2 separate regions of the Sus scrofa genome follow, and region 1 is linked to region 2. A link is a contact called in public targeted proximity ligation data. All regions are on one chromosome and are shown on one strand. The core of a region is the stretch at or near the end of the contact, and the rest is flanking DNA. Distances in the headings are between cores, read along the strand shown. Region 1 holds the start of FGFR1OP2 (FGFR1 oncogene partner 2). Region 2 overlaps TM7SF3 (transmembrane 7 superfamily member 3).

Region 1 (3,730 bases), core at 64-2,563, 71 kb after region 2:
CTTTGGGAGCACGGTGGTACTATCAGTGTCACCTGGAGGAATCTGAGAAGTCTATGAATTGGATCTTGATAGGTGCTTTTTAAAAAAAGGAAGAGTAAGCATTAAAGGCAGATGATGCAGCATATACAAAGGCTTGTGAAAGCGTTGGAGAAACAGCCAGTAGTCTGGCATGACAGGATACTGAGGTATTTGGAGGCGAGGCAAAAAAAGACGGAAAAGGTAAAGTGGATTAGGACACACAGTAAAAGGTCCTAAGTGATATACTTAACAATTTGGTCAGCAATATCGATACTAAAAAGGTGTAAAGAAAGGGTTGATATAAACAGATTTTGTATTTCAGAATGGCAGGGAAGGATGACGGTAGGGAAATCAGTTGGGGGTGGGCAATGATTCTGGTCAAAGAAGAAATACCATAGTGCAGTGAAAGTGGAAATAAGCCAAGGATGAGCCTTAGGTTCCTAATCTGGACAGCAGGATGGATACAGGTATACCATCATTTGAGATGAGATACAGAAGAAAGGCAGGAAGAAAACCAGGAAAAGATAGGATTCTTTGGAGGGCAGCTTCAAGGCAGTATGATTATCCAGGAAGAGAACTAGGAAAAGAGCAATACTTCTTGGAGGGCGGTTTCAAGAAAGAAGTAATGATTAACCAAGTCATCTTCTGCAAAGGGGTAAACTGAAAACTGAAAAGGACGCCTCTTCCATCCCTGCCGACCACCCCCACCCCGCCTCGCAAATGCTGAGCTCCCAGGTGGGTTAGGCAGGAAGAAAACAGAGACGAAAGGTGTGTCCACAAGATTTGGGCCAAGGGTTTCCATCAAACTTTCCGTACCTCAGCTCCGGAAAGACGGTCTCAGAGCTGAGAACAGAGAGGAACTACCGCGCCCAGGCACGGGCAGCCGGTGGTTCAAGAGGTGGGGCAAAGAGCACCGTCAGGGGAAGGAAGCTTCCGACTCTCTTAAACCCGCTCTGGTCCCTGGACTGATTCCACTTACTCTGATCTCAATCCCTCGCAGCCGTCAGCTGTGGCGACTAGGACTCAAAGCCTCTGCCAACGGGGACCTATGCACCCAAGGGAAGAGACTCCTCTCGCTTGTTCAGCTTCTTCAATAGCAGACGCAGACCCCAGCAGAGGTAGTGTTGGGGCAGATGGGAGGGTCATAGGTGATCAGTCCCATTACTGGTCAGGGTAAAAACCTCCGCTCACCGCCTCCGACCTGCGCTCTCAGAGCGCCTCAACCTCGCGAGACTTCCTCCCTCGCGTTACCGTGGGGGCAGAACCCGGCGATTTACTTGAGGCCTCTAGCTGACATGCGCAAGAGGTAGGGGCGGGGCACTTATACGTCCCTCCCCACTGATCCACATTCTGGCTTTTGCTCGGCCTCTCGCTAAGTCTCGCGAATTTTGCTTGGGGAAATCGGCCTGGGTTGGAGAGACTGAGAAGGGAGACCTGGTGGGAGGGCCTTACGCTTAGGGGACCGTGGCTGCTTTAGCTGGTGCTGTGGTTGGTACTTCGCTGTGGGGAGGTTCTCAGGTCGCCCGGATCAATCTTCCCAATGGGTGACTGGGAAAATTAGCGGATAGAAAATCCTGATGGTTGGAGGCATTCTTTTCCCCTTGGCTCCGCCCTCTTCCTGTTAGAGACCTTAGTGTCTGGCCCACCGAGGGGGAAGGGCAGCTTGGCGGGGCTGTCAAGGGCGCTTTGCGCACGCGCCAGTCCGAGTGTGTGAGTGTTTGTGTTCACGCGCAGGCGCGCGCGCGCTCCTGCATTTAGGAAGCCTGGGAAGGACCGGTGTGCTAGGAGATGAGCGGGGAAAACCTAGTCCCCGGTCTTTGGTACCAGACATTCCTGACTGTGCGCTGACCCTCCCCACCCAGCCAGCAGCCTTTTCCAGAGAGGCTGTGGTTCTTAGCCTCTGTTCGTTTTCACTGCAAGACCAGGCACGAAAGTAAGCGAACCTCGATCCTGAGATCTTCCCTATCCACTCACCTTGTACTTTCCACCCCCCACCCTCTGGCAGAGTGTGTCTAGGTTTCTCAAAGAAGAGTTTTGCATGAAGGGGAAATGCGTTTGAAAGCGGCCGGGCTGTAAAAAATCGGTTCGTTTTGATGAACACTTTTGCTCTGTTTACCATGTGCTTTTCGAATGTGAATTGTCTATTCGGTATAAGATTGTATTAGCGAAGCAAGGGAGTTTTTGTAAGAAAGTTTTAAAAGTTCTTTCTCCCATCAGTGTGATAATAGCACATAAGTTTTTCTGTTCTACATGATAAATTACTGTGGTGTTTCTAAAGCTAATGGGGAGAGTGTGAATTTGAGGTCCTTATCCTAATGCGAAAATCTAATAATGCAGTTATCCTAGGAAATGTTTATGTTTGGGGCTTCCCTTTTGTTGTCACTCCTCTTTCCAGTTTCCAAACCTTTTTTCAGAAGTCTTGAGATTTTTTTTGGAGGGAAGCCCAAAAATGCTGACCTGGGTTGGTTTGCAGGTTTTTATGTGATTGATGTCAACTCACAAGGATCATCAAAAGTGTATTTGAAGAGTATTTGTCGCTATTATGTGTTATGTAAGGGAAACAAGTACGATTATTTGTAGAAATGTTTTCTTCTGACAAATTTAAGTTCATTCCAAAAGCAAAAATATATATATACATGGGTTGTAATCTTGCCTGTGACAGGTTAATATGGTGTAGTTCATCCCTTGAATTGATAGTTACTCTATGGTCATGACCTCATTAAATTTGTCCTTTGTTGGATAAATTCCTTTGAATACTGATTGTTCATGTCCCCTACCAAATCTTCTTGAGGAAAAGACACATTCATTAGAAATAATTTAAGATAGTAAATGTTATGTATGTTTGGCTAATGTATTTTATCCCTTACAGGTTAAAACAAAATGAAGATTTTTTCTGAATCCCATAAAACAGTATTTGTTGTGGATCACTGCCCTTACATGGCAGAATCATGCAGACAGCATGTGGAGTTTGATATGCTGGTGAAGAATAGGACCCAAGGAATCATCCCTTTGGCCCCCATATCTAAATCATTATGGACTTGCTCAGTAGAATCTTCCATGGAATATTGTAGAATAATGTATGATATATTTCCTTTCAAAAAGCTGGTGAGTGTGAATACAAGTAAAATCATGATCTGGGGGATGTACTTAACTGCCTAGTACCTTCTTTGTATATGAGTTTGCTATAGATTTGACTTACAACTGTTTATTTACGACTTTAAAAATGTGGTCTATTTCTCATCAATCCTTTGAGGTAGCTACTATAATTGCTGGGACAGTATTCAAAGTATAAAATAACCAGAATGGAACAAACACTGACCATGGAGAATTGTTGCCAGCCTAAGCAGAAGGGATTTTGGTTGTAAGCACTTTGTCAAATTGTGTTTGTGTGTACCATCTGAATATCAGCTATGATTATTACTGCCATGTTAGAGATGGCAGAACCTGAGATAAAGAGAAGCAGCTAGCCCTGAGTCATATCACTAGTTAGAGGCAGAACCAGAGTTTGAGCCTGGCTACTTAGAGTTTTAATGAAAATGTCCTAAACTGCCACAGGACTTGGCCATATTAGAAAGAAATGCTTTTAAGAATGCCAAGTGGAAATTATTTTTATCACTAAGAAGAGAAGTGGAAGACTGATAGAAATTCCAAATATGAAAATTATCTTCAGGTTTCAGAATCTCAACTGTTTTATTTTGGGAATGTCATTTGG
Region 2 (3,317 bases), core at 164-2,663:
GATGGGAAGGCCTGGGAAATATTAAAGTGTTTTTCTTTTTTCCCCTTTAAAAAACAAACCAGGAAACTCCTCGCATTGTCCAGATATCTGTAGATACTTGCTACTCCCTAGTATTTTTATCTCTATTCAGGCTGGAGTTTGGTTCCACATAAAAGGTGAAATGTCATCCCAGTTCTATAAATAAGGAATGCATTGACTTTAGTTGTTATTGCTACAACTATTAAAATTTTATCTGTTACGTTTAGAATGGATAAGCAATGAAGTCCTACTGTATAGCACAGGGAACTATATCCAATCTCTTGGGATAGAACATGATGGAAGATATTATGAGAAAAAGAACATATATGTATGTATGACTGGGTCACTATGCCAAACAGCAGAAATTGGCACAACATTGTAAATCAACTATACTTTAATAAAAAATTCTTTCTCTGAATTTTTAGAGATTAAATTATAACCACAAATAACCTCTTTTCCTATCAGGAATTAAAATATTAAATTATGAAGAAAATGTAATAACATCATGGAGTTTGGGGAAAATCTAGAGAGTTCTTGCAATGTTTGTATGTTCTGTTTGGCTTTCTTGATAGTCTTTTTTTTTTTTTTTTCTTTTTAAATTGTCCAGATGGGATACTTGTGTTAACAACAAGTGTTGAAAAAGTTACCCTTCTTAGGAAATGTACATAAGAAGGAATTAGGACTGTCTGGACTGAAGGAATTAGGACTGTTTTCTTTTTGCTCCCACTGGCTCTAATTTCCTTCTAAAATAAAACAGATCGTGCCACTGTGGGACTCTGGTGTGTATAATCTTTACCTCATCAACTCTTTTTCTTCATCTATATTAAGTTGAAATTTTTTTTTCTATTTTTAGGCTTGAACCCCCAAGACTGCTTATGTAATGCTTGTGAGCTCCTCTGCTGTTTATGCAAAGACACACTGACTGTAGGGCAGGGGGGGAGATGGGAACCCAGAAACACATAGAAGTAAAAGCAGCCTAGTTAGTGGATTTCTTGAAAATTAGCTTCGAAAAGGAAAGAACTGGTGAGCAGCTGGGAGAAAGACACACAGACTAAGGGAGTGAAACCCAACCAGACCATGGAGGCAAGGAAGACACGTGGAAAGGTGTTGGAAAATTGTTGTCTAAGTTTGTAATTGCTACAAATTGATATTAGAGGTACAAATATTACAATGAAACATTTCTCCCATTGTAGGTCTTCTTGAATTTTCAGTGGGGAAATTTAGATACTTCAAGCTCAACAGGCCCTTTCCAGAGGAAGCTATTTTGCGTCATATTTCCAGCAATGTGACTTTTCTTATTTTCCAGTTACACTCACAGTATCAGAATACAACAATTTCTTTTTCCGAGGTAAGTACAAAGCAGTACTTCCGTAAAAACCATTTCCAACTGTCGAATTAGTATTTGGCACTTTTTTCTTCCTCTTTCCTTAGCTTTAACAAAACATTTCTAGGAGTTCCCGTTGTGGCTCAGTGGAAACGAATCTGACTAGTATCCATGAGGAAGCAGATTTAACCCTGGCCTCCAACAGTGGGTTAAGGATCTGGTGTTGCCGTGGGCTCTGGTGTAGGTAGCACGAGGCTCAGATCTGGTGTTTCTGTGGCTGTGGTGTAGGCTGGCAGCCACAGCTCTGATTCGACCTCTAGTCTGGGAACCTCCATATGCCGTAGGTGCGGCCCTAAAAAGAAAAAAAGGAAAAACATTTCTGAATCTGCAACCTCTTAACTTAGCACTTTGTTATTCAAAGAGCTTTCCCAGGAGTTCCTGTTGTGGCTCAGCAGTAACAGACCCAACTGGTATCCATGAAGATTTGGGTTCAATCCCTGGCTCCACTCAGTGGTTAAGGATCTGGTGTTGGCTGCGGCTGTAGTGTAGGCTGGCAGCTGTAGCTCCTATTCGACCTCTAGCTTAGGGACTTCCATATGCTGCAGGTGTGGCCCTAATTAAAAAAAAATTAAAAAAAAAAAAGGAAAGAAAGGAAAACAAAAAGCTCTACCACCAGATGGGGGCTGGGGATGGGAGAGTGGAGGGGTATAAGGATGGGTTAGAATGGGGCACAAAGAAGGTGACCTGTATGTTTACTACCTTGGTCGTGGTGATAGTGTCACAGAGGTCTACCTATATCAACCCTTATTAGTGTACTTCATGTGTAGTTTATGTCAATCACAATTCAATTAAAAAAACAACAGCTTTCCCCAAACTGAATTTTGGTGGGCAGAGCTCATGTTTTTGTCTTGGTAGTGGTCAAGTTCATTTGTATATTGAGACCACACATGGAGGGCCCCCCAGTGGCTTGGCCCAGGTCACAGATCTAAACCTAAGTCAACCTGTATTTACAGGGAACTTCTGTCAAGGAAACCCCACCTACACCAGTGACAATCCTCCAGTCCCCCTTAACTAGTCACCTTATCCTAGAAAACAGGACCCACTTGCCTTCTAAGGAAGTCCCTGACCTAACCAATCATATGCCCTTCGAATGCTCTGCAAAACTAGTTCATGCCCCAAATCCCTTGGAAATAGGACTCTGCAATTAGTGAGGTACTGTCTTCCCTCAAATCACGAGTTGTTTTCCCTTGAATAAAGGACATCAGACTTGTTACCAAATGGTTTTAGTTTAGTTTTGTCTTTTGCTTTCATGGCCATACCTGTGGCATGTGGAAGTTCCCAGGCTAGGGGTTGAATCAGAGCTGCAGCTGCCAGCCTATACCTAAGCCACTTCACAACCTACACAGCAGCTTGCGGCAATGGTAGATCCTTAACCCATTGAGCGAGGCCAGGGATCAAACCCGCGTCTTCATGAACGCTGTCAGGTTCTTAACCTGCTGAGCCACAATGGGAACTCCTGGTTTTAGTTTTGTCATTCACACAGTTTAACTCAGTAGCCTTAGTATTTAACATAGTAAATCCTAATTGAGGGATTGAGAAGTTTGGGAATTTTACTTTGTATCTGCTATTCCTGATCAAAGGGTATATTATTTATTTATTTATTTATTTATTGTCTTTTTTGCCTTTTCCAGGGCCGCTCCCACGGCATATGGAAGTTCCCACGCTAGGGGTCAAATCGGAGCTGTAGCTGCCGGCCTACACCACAACCACAGCAATGCCAGATCTGAGCCACATCTTTGACCTACACCACAGCTCACGGCAGTGCTGGATCCCCAACCCGCTGAGCAAGGCCAGGGATCAAACCCGCAACCTCATGGTTCCTAGTCGGATTCGTTAACCACTGAGCCACAATGGGAACTCCCATATTTTTTATTTTTTGATTAAATATTTTTTTTCTAATCTAAACACTCTTTAT

What was found.
Region 1: a contact with region 2 is called in a targeted proximity ligation map of alveolar macrophages. A contact is called at or near these places in 1 of 5 promoter capture datasets (fetal liver), 6 of 47 Hi-C or Micro-C datasets (blood, liver and skeletal muscle) and 2 of 2 datasets of targeted methods (alveolar macrophages and skeletal muscle).

What each region holds. Positions count from the first base shown.
Region 1 is chr5:46,822,749-46,826,478 of Sscrofa11.1, forward strand. It overlaps FGFR1OP2 (FGFR1 oncogene partner 2), which reads right to left and starts at 1,314. Exons shown (of 6, transcript XM_005664032.3): 1 at 998-1,314. INTS13 (integrator complex subunit 13) reads left to right here and starts at 1,762. Exons shown (of 17, transcript NM_001243595.1): 1 at 1,762-1,951; 2 at 2,888-3,123. The coding sequence starts at 2,899.
Region 2 is chr5:46,751,483-46,754,799 of Sscrofa11.1, forward strand. TM7SF3 (transmembrane 7 superfamily member 3) reads left to right here. Exons shown (of 12, transcript XM_001925025.7): 2 at 1,212-1,366. Among named protein-coding and RNA genes, the nearest start is that of TM7SF3, 12 kb to the left of the region's middle.